Linked DNA regions of Sus scrofa: regions 1 and 2 are each linked to region 3. Evidence: chromatin contacts called from public Hi-C data. All regions are on one chromosome and are shown on one strand. Each heading gives the region's core, a stretch centred on a gene start, on an enhancer-like site or on the middle of the called end of the contact. The rest is flanking DNA. Distances are from core to core; before and after follow the strand shown. Region 1 overlaps IST1 (IST1 homolog). Region 2 holds the start of DHX38 (pre-mRNA-splicing factor ATP-dependent RNA helicase PRP16). Region 3 holds the start of DHODH (dihydroorotate dehydrogenase (quinone), mitochondrial).

The links. Hi-C and Micro-C count contacts between places; a contact is called where the count stands out from the background.
Region 1: a Hi-C map of adipose tissue shows a contact between it and region 3, with 2.3 times the contacts expected there. The contact joins the enhancer-like site here to the promoter of DHODH in region 3. A contact is called at or near these places in 22 of 47 Hi-C or Micro-C datasets (adipose tissue, alveolar macrophages, blood and 13 more) and 2 of 2 datasets of contacts at active chromatin or transcription factors (alveolar macrophages and skeletal muscle).
Region 2: a Hi-C map of liver shows a contact between it and region 3, with 5 times the contacts expected there. The contact joins the promoter of DHX38 here to the promoter of DHODH in region 3. A contact is called at or near these places in 2 of 5 promoter capture datasets (fetal liver and liver), 16 of 47 Hi-C or Micro-C datasets (alveolar macrophages, blood, embryonic fibroblasts and 7 more) and 1 of 2 datasets of contacts at active chromatin or transcription factors (alveolar macrophages).

The regions. Positions count from the first base shown.
Region 1 is chr6:14,891,778-14,894,496 of Sscrofa11.1, reverse strand. The region is part of intron 1 of IST1 (IST1 homolog); the gene reads right to left. Among named protein-coding and RNA genes, the nearest start is that of ZNF821, 23 kb to the right of the region's middle. Within about 2 kb of position 1,381, at least 9 of the 83 cell types and tissues checked have an H3K27ac peak or open chromatin away from gene starts, as enhancers often do. A contact at or near this core is called in adipose tissue, alveolar macrophages and fetal liver, where this site is marked.
Region 2 is chr6:14,996,752-14,999,711 of Sscrofa11.1, reverse strand. It overlaps DHX38 (pre-mRNA-splicing factor ATP-dependent RNA helicase PRP16), which reads right to left and starts at 1,621. Exons shown (of 27, transcript XM_021093857.1): 1 at 1,255-1,621. TXNL4B (a long non-coding RNA gene) reads left to right here and starts at 1,635. Exons shown (of 3, transcript XR_002344529.1): 1 at 1,635-2,004.
Region 3 is chr6:14,941,499-14,944,331 of Sscrofa11.1, reverse strand. It overlaps DHODH (dihydroorotate dehydrogenase (quinone), mitochondrial), which reads right to left and starts at 1,434. Exons shown (of 9, transcript XM_021093829.1): 1 at 1,347-1,434. The coding sequence starts at 1,367. The region is part of intron 3 of LOC102158108 (a long non-coding RNA gene); the gene reads left to right.

The sequences.
Region 1 (2,719 bases), core at 132-2,631, 50 kb after region 3:
CAGAAAAACAGTAACTATTACAGTCATTTCTTCTACCAGACACTTGCCCAATAAGAGTAACAAGTCAGCAGAGATAAGAAAAAACCTAAGTGCATCCGAACTCTTAAACGCAAGTGAATGATCTTAGTCATATAGTGCAACACTATTTGAGACACTAAAAATTGTAGTATGACATACATAAATGTTTTAAATGATCAAAATTGATACAAATGTTTAAATGTAATTTCTCTGCACCATAGTTGACGTACAATGATGTATTACTTTCAGGTATACACGAAAGGGAATCAGTTGTATAGGTAAATATATCTATTGGGACTGTGTGGACATGATACAGGGTCCGTGAGGATGGGTTTGATCCAAAGAATCACTCAGTGGGTTAAGGATACCAAGTTGCAGAGAGCTGAAGTGTAGGTCACACAGACCAAACGGCTCCCATCTGGCTACGGACATGGCTGTGATGAAAGCTGGCAGCTCGGCAGTGCCCATTCCACAACTAAATGCACCGAAAGCTGGAAAACCAGGAATACACAGGCCAAAAAAGAAGCCAAAGTGATAACTTTGCAGGGAAGAACACTGAAAGCTAGTCTTCACCTGGCAGTCATTTGACAAGTGAGGAGGCAAACTTGAGCTCTATCTTCCTCGGTCCTGAAATCACAGGCACCTGGGGACCAAACTCAAAGCCCATCCAAAGCAGGGTCTCTAACAGCCCTCTGGTGGGCGGGGGGGCCGCGCATGGGCACAGACACACACACACACACAGGCCGATTGGAACTGGGACTCCAGGTGTCAACACCCTCCTGGTCGAGACTGCAAGGTAAACTGCCCGTTCCAATCCTTGGCCACGAGGGGAAGACATGGAAAAGATCACCCACGAGAAATGAGGACCACGAGCCGGTCCCTCTGTGGCTCTGCAATGTGAATTCACAGTGCCTGGGTGCGCCCCAAAACTGCAAGCTAAAAATCTACTTTATGTTGGTCCCAGGTTAATGGTGTTTCCAGGCACCTGGTAGAAGCAATCACAAATCCTGCCTGGAGGAAACGACCTTCCTAAGAAGAGTGGACTCGCAGTCTTGAATCACAAAACATATATAGAAAAACAGGGAGCCATGAATGACCCTGCATGATGTATGCAGGTCCAACCACACTGTACACCTGAAACTTATACCCAGGGCTCTACTCAATCATTTCTCCCCAAACTCTGGAATGAGGAAAAGAAGCAAAAACGTCTGGAGCCAGACACCTCAGGTCTCACAAAGGGGGATTGGGCGATGAACTCTGCCCGCTTCTATCAACCGGTGAGTCTATGCCACCCCTCTCTTCCAGGCTACAGAGGGAGCTGAGTTGGGATGGGCAAGAAGAGGGAGACTTCTTCAGAAGGGCAAGCCCGCCACCTTGTGGCCAATGTGAGGCACTACCATCGTCCCAAGATGAATGTCGGACAGACAGTAGGAGTCAAAACTGCATGATCAGATTCATAGCGACCTCAAACGGGGAGCTCTCAAACCCGGAATTTACCATTAAACGTCTAATATGTTTCCAAAACGATTTTCACTCACTCAAGGAGGGGCTGAGTGCATGAGCAGAGATGAAGATCTTTAAAACGTCCCGCTGTGGCTCAGTGGTAACAAACCGGAGTAGCATCCACGAGGACGCAGGTCTGATCCCTGGGCCCCCTCAGTGGGTTTTAAGCGTCTGAGTTTGTCGTGAGCCTCGAGGCAGGCACACGACACGGCTCCCATCTGGCTCTGGCTGTGGCAGAAGCAGGCAGCTCGGCAGCTCCCACTCAACCCCTAGCCCGGGAACTTCCACATACCACAGGGGTGGTCCTTAAAAAGAGAAGAAAAAAAAAAGCATGTTGCAAAGATAAATCCAACTTGTGAATAAAGTTGAAAATATTCAAATGAATTCTATATTTTTTCTTTTTCTTTTCTTTTTTTTGCTTTTCAGGCCCGTATCCAAGGCATGTGGAATATCCTGGTGGTGAGGTAAAATTGCAGCTACCATTGCAGGCCTACACCACTGCCAGAGAAATGTAGGACCCAAGCTGGGTCTGTGACCTGCACCACAGCTCAGGGCTATGTGGGATCCTCAAGCCACTGAGCAAGGCCTGGAATGGAACTTGAATCCTCATGTACACTAGATGGATTCTGTTCCATGGGCCAGAATGGGAACTCCAGTTAGGTCTACATTTCGCTGTTAATCTCTTGGCAGAGAATGTGTGGAGGAGTTTCACTCCCTCAAAATCCTACTACAAGTGTATTGTAGAAAGCAGGTAAAAACGAACACATATTACAAGTATTATGATTCAGTAACAACATTTATTTTTTCAAATTTACAAAAGTGAATAAAATCATAGGCCCTTTCAAGAAGTCTAACAATCAGGAGACCAGCTAGAAACACACTGTATCCACACCTGCGTGATGTGGGGAGAATTTTAATAAGCTCTTACTTACAAAGGTGTGCATAACGTTTAGAGAAACCAACAAAGGACAGTGTATCGCCACAGAACCATTAACAGCTTTAGGTCTGAAGGGGAAAGATGAGGAAATGGAACCCTCTAGAGGATCACTATAGGGAAAGGGCCACCAAATAAGAATCACTGGTAGAGGCATGCAGACAACTTGCAACAACCTCGCCGGAAGGAGCAGGGGAATAAATACTTAGCTCTCACTCCTACTGGTATTAACCCCCTACCCCTGTTGGAAGAAGAAACCAAAGG
Region 2 (2,960 bases), core at 372-2,871, 55 kb before region 3:
TGCCAAACAGACAACACATAGTATGGTCAAAGAAACAAGAATTTCCTTTTTTAAAAATGCCATTAGGGGAGTTCCCGTCGTGGCGCAGTGGTTAACGAATCCGACTAGGAACCATGAGGTTGCGGGTTCGATCCCTGCCCTTGCTCAGTGGGTTAACGATCCGGCGTTGCCGTGAGCTGTGGTGTAGGTTGCAGATGCGGCTCAGATCCCGCGTTGCTGTGGCCCTGTCGTAGGCCGGTGGCTACAGCTCCGATTGGACCCCTAGCCTGGGAACTTCCATATGCCGCGGGAGCGGCCCAAGAAATAGCAACAACAACAACAACAAAAAGACAAAAAGACAAAAAAAATTTTAAAAAAAATGCCATTAGGTAGAAGGGAAAAGGGAAAGCTACCTACTGGTGATATCTGTACTCATGTGAGCAAATCCAGGAAGGTAGGACATACAGACTCTGCTCAGTAGTCTGAACTAGAAAAAATACCCCTAGTATGTCATTTTATGCAGGAGAACCTTGTCTGTCTTAATGACTACTACGCCCAGTGCCTACAACAGAACCATGTGAAGAATTAATGAATGAACAAGTTTAAACTGATTAAAGGAGATAGGGAGCCAGAAATTCCTAAAGACAGCAAGGACAGGTACTAGGAGCACAGGAAAAAGAGTTTGACAGGACAACGAGTGGCTGAGGAGTTAACTGCTGTTTTGCGAATAAGTATTAATGGTAAAGAAGCCACAAGAGGTATAAGGAAAATAGTGAAGAAAGAAACTGAATATATTCATTCAATAATTATTCACTGACAGCTTTCTGTGAGCCAGTCGTTGTTCTGGGCATTAGAGATAGAGAAGAGAAGAGACAAAAGTCCAGACCTTCTTGGAGTTGACATTCTAGCAGAGGATATCGCCTGATAGAGATACCACTGTGACAGAGAAGAGGAAGCCCAAAGAACCCCTACTGGGTTCGGAGTCCGTCTGGGAGTGGGCTAATGCGGAGGCCTAAGGAAGGGAGCAGGTGACGCCCAGGGCAGCATCCCTGGACCTCAGCGGGGACGCACCAAAATGCAGGATCTGATCAGAATAAAGAGGAAGGCCGCGGCAGGCTGTCCTGCGCAATATCCCTACAGCGAATAAGGCACACTGGCTGACAAAGACAAGGATTCCCAAGTCTAGGCCCAAACCCGAAAGAGGGACCAATATCCGCTGCCTGGAGCCACCACGACTGGGTAAGAAAAGGTCGGAAAGGAAGAAGGGACACTCACCTCACCACGCCCGACTCTCGAGACCTTCTGTCCCGGATTCTGGGGCGCTGGCGCAGCCACTCCTCGCTCAGAACGTCTCAGAAAGCCAAAACCCGCACCTTGAAAGCGGCCATCGTTGTCCCATAATACTTTGCGCGGTCCCCTCTATCCGTCCAAAGATACCATCGAGATCAGCCCGGAAAACGCGAGTTCCTAGTGCGGGGCGGAAGGGGACCACGCTTGTTGGACTAGACGGTCCTCCGCTGAGGCTGGGATAAGACATTTATTACAGACACTTCCGAGTCTCTTGGCGACCAATCACGGTTAGTCTAAGAGTTGGGCAGCCCCCTAATTGGAATGCGGGGTGGGATCGGCCATGTTTAACAAGGGCGGAAGTGACCCTAAGGCTTCCGGTCGCAGCGGGGAAGATTGGCCGTGAGTAGAATAGGCCCTTCCGCTTATTGGGCTGCTGAACTGAACAGACCGCGCGTTAATCACTGCGTTTGTGCGTTTTCTTTTTCCGTTTCCGTCCACTTAAGAGGTCGGCCGAGAGTTATTTGGCAACAGCCCCTGGGTTACTCTGGTTTAGGGTCGCCGCCGCGGTTGCGGAAGAAGAAAGGAGTCGCCGGCGTCGCGGCTTTTTGGAGAAAGTGTCAGGGTTGCCGAAAGCCTTGAAGTGCTGGCGAGGAAGATGACGTGCAAATAAAGTATCATTTTTCCCCGGCACTTGTGGGCCAGGAGTAGTCCAGCCACTGGCATCATAAAAAATAGGTATGTCGGGGATATTGGAAAAATGAAGACGTGCACCCCAGTGTGAGTAAAAGTCACTCGTAAGTTCACACGCAGTGAAAACCACTGAGGGTGTTTGAGGATATTCATTTTTAGTTATTTCCTATGTGAATATGTATATTTGCATTATAGTTAGGTTTTGTACAAAAGCGGAATCACCCTTTGTATACTACTGTTTTATGACTTTTTTCTTTATTACGAGGATTTTTCACGTATCTGAATTGTTAATCTATAACGCAATATGTAGTGACAGTGTGTTAGTATGTTACAGGACTGCCATCCTTCATTTCACGATTCTCCTACCGATGGCAGTGTAAGTTGTTTCCAGTTTTTCACTGTTAAAAACGTGACAAATATCCTTTTTACATAAATCTTTCTGCGTATGTCTGGTTATTTACTAGGAAATAATTCTCAGAAATGGAGTTGTATTTCAGGTTTCTTTCTAGACAAGGTTTGTTCTCTGTTTTCTAGGGGGGACTATGAAGCCTGTCCCTTCACTGACATTCTTGCCTTTATCATTTAATCTTTGCCAGTTTAATGGCTTTTTAAAATATAACTTTTTTTTTTCTACTTTTTGTGGCCACACCCACAGCATATGGAAGTTCTCAGGGTAGGAGTCAAATCAGAGCTACAGCTGCTGGCCTACACCAGAGCTGACGCAAGGCCAGATTCCCCCCCACCCCACTGAGAGAGGCCAGGGATCAAATCCACATCCTCATGGATGCTAGTTGGATTCATTTCCGCTGTGCCACAGTGGGAACTCCTAAAATACATCTTTTAATTTGCTTTTCTTTACTTAGCAGTGAAACTTTCCAAATTTTTTTTTTTCTCGTCTGTCTTCTTTCTGAATTCCTTGTTTTTATCCTTTGCTATAGACATTTTCTTAGGTGTGGTCTCAATTTCCCTTTCCTTTTTTCAACATTTATTCAATTCCACTC
Region 3 (2,833 bases), core at 185-2,684:
TTCTAGGATCAAGCTCAGATGTTGCTCATAATGCTTTTCTCTATCACTGCCAGATGCTGAATTACTAATCCATTAATGCGATCATTCAGTGCATAGTGACTGAACAAAGATGGCCTAAACCTACCAGGCCCTGTCTTTTTTTTTTTTTTTTTTTTTTTTTTTTTTTTTTTTTGTCTTTTTTGCCATTTCTTGGGCCGCTCCCTCGGCATATGGAGTTTCCTAGGCTAGGGGTCGAATCAGAGCTGTAGCTGCCAGCCTACGCCAGAGCCACAGCAATGCTGGATCCGAGCCATGTCTGCAACTTACACAACAGCTCACAGCAACACGGGATCGTTAACCCGCTGAGCAAGGACAGGGATCGAACCCGAAACCTCAGGGTTCCTAGTCGGATTCACTAATCACTGAGCCACGACGGGAACTCCTATCAGTCCCTGTCTTAATGAGAAAGTACAACCTCAGGAGGAGACAAATCGATGATCATGCAGACGTAACTGTGACAGTGCTATGAAAAAGAGCAAAGGGTGATGGCAGAACCTACCCAATCTGAGAGGTAAGAGAAAGGCTTCCTTGAGGAAGTGCCTTAAAGCCGATGTTCATAGGATAAATAGAAGTTACTTTGGGATGGCTGTGTGTACAGGGGATGGGGATGGCTGTGTGTACAGGTTTTCTCTCTGGCTGCACAGGAAAATGAGCTGCATCCAAGTAATGAGGGATGGGGAAAGGTTTATCTGGAACCAAGGAGTGAGGAAAAGTATGGCTTAAAAAGCTGGGGAGACAGGCAGGGATTTTTGGCCAGCATAAAGATGTGTTTTGTTCCCTAAACAAGGGAGTAATAAAGACCTAATCCGATGTGCCTTTAAGGATCATTCCTAGCCATCAACATAGCTGCAGCAGTTACTTTCTTGCTTCTAGACTCCAGATTGTAGGAACGCCCCTCAGGTCGATCAACAAATAGCTGAGCGCCGTTACACAGACCCTGCCCTAAAATTTTATCTAAAGGGGTTGGGGCCGTGTCTTACTAAAGTTAGTTCCAGGTTGGATCCAACACAGGGGGCTAGGCGGTCCTGTATTCACTAGCGTCCCTATGCCAGGCTTAACAAAGGCCCGAGTGCGCTGACACAGATCGGCTTACATTTGCCATTTACACACAGTGACCAAGCACACGTGTAAATGCACACGCACGATCATTTGCAGCTGCCCTCACAGTCAGACAATGTGCCAAAGAGGTCTATGCTCTTGGAGCGCCTCTGGTCCACACCTGGCCCAGGCTAGCCCTCCATCCTCCCCTCGGTCCGCATCCCAGTAGTCCTCCCTCTCAGCTGTACATCAGCACCAGCTGGACTCACTTTGAGCTGTCGCCACGCCATGCTTCTTCCTCCACTGGGCCCGCCTCTGTCTCGTTTCCATTGGAGAGGATGGTGGTGAGTCCTCTAATCCCCGCCCCTTTTCCGACTCACCAATCGCCGGGCAGGAGGGTGGGGCTGGCTTCCTCCGAGGCGGGAAAAGGCCCTGCTCTGCCCTTAGGAGCTGGTTGGACGCTTTGCGCGATGATCACGCCTCTTCCGCCAGCAAATTCGACCTCCCGGCGTCTGGGCGGAGAGTCGCCCAGGGGCAGAGCGCTCAGCTAGGGCGCGTGCGAACTCTTCTGTGGTTTGTAATCTGGACGTTCTGACTGCTTACTGGTTGGTTCTTTGAGTCTGAACAACACTCTAACCAGTTTTTTTTGGATCATTTAAGTTAAACATTTTGGTGGAGTGCTTGTGCTTTAGGTAAAGAATGGATTGAGAGTATATCTGGGAGTTCCCATCATGGCTCAGTGGTTAATGAATCTGACTAGGAACCATGAAGTTGCGGGTTCGATCTCTGGCCTCACTCAGTGGCTTAAGAATCCGGCAACTGAGCTGTGGTGTAGGTCGCAGACACAGCTCGGATCTGGCGTTGTTGTGGCTCTGGGCTAGGCCAGTGGCTACAGCTCCGATTAGACCCCTAGCCTCCCTAAAAAGAACGAAAGACACCCCCCCCAAAAAAAAGCCTAAAACGTATGTATGTTTATAAGGGTGTCAGGAAATGAAGACTTACTGAACTTTGAAAACTGAAAATGTCCTGGCACCAATCTCATTGTAGCCCCGACTGAGTCCTCTGCTCAGAAAGCTTGTACCTAAATAGCAAACTCTTATTTTCTTGGTATTTGAAACGTTTTAGTTCCCACTACTGACCCTCCCCATCCCCCCCCCCCACAGAGAGCATTATTTCTTTATAAAGCTGCTGTCTCACTTCTATGTGTTTATTCTGATGGATTCATCTGCCAAGGTGCCTATTTTCATCTTTTTTTTTAATATTTGTTTTTTTTTAACTCGGGGAATATTAAATTGAATTGTACAACCATCATCACAACCTAACTTTATGTTTCTGTCCCAAATCCACAGCCCATCTCTCCTGGCCCCAACCTGCCCCTTTTTAAGGTTTTTAAATGTCTGTGAGTCAGTTTGTCTTGGGCAAATAGCATATTGTATCCTTTTTTTAAAATTACTTATTTAATCTTTTTAGGGCTGCATCAGTGGCCTATGGAGGTTCCTATGCTAGGTGTGAAATCTGAGCTGTAGCTGCTGGGTAGTCATCTTGGTTGGAGGTTTTTTCATCACGTTAAGCATATCATGCCACTCCCTTCTGGTCTGCAGAGTTTCTGCTGAAAAATCTGCCATAACCTTATTGGGGTTCCCTTGTATGTTATTTGTTTCTTTTCCCTAGCTGCTTTCAATATTTTCTGTTTGTCTTTAATTTTGGTCAGTTTGATTAATACGTGTCTTGGGGCATTCCTCTTTGAGTTTATTTT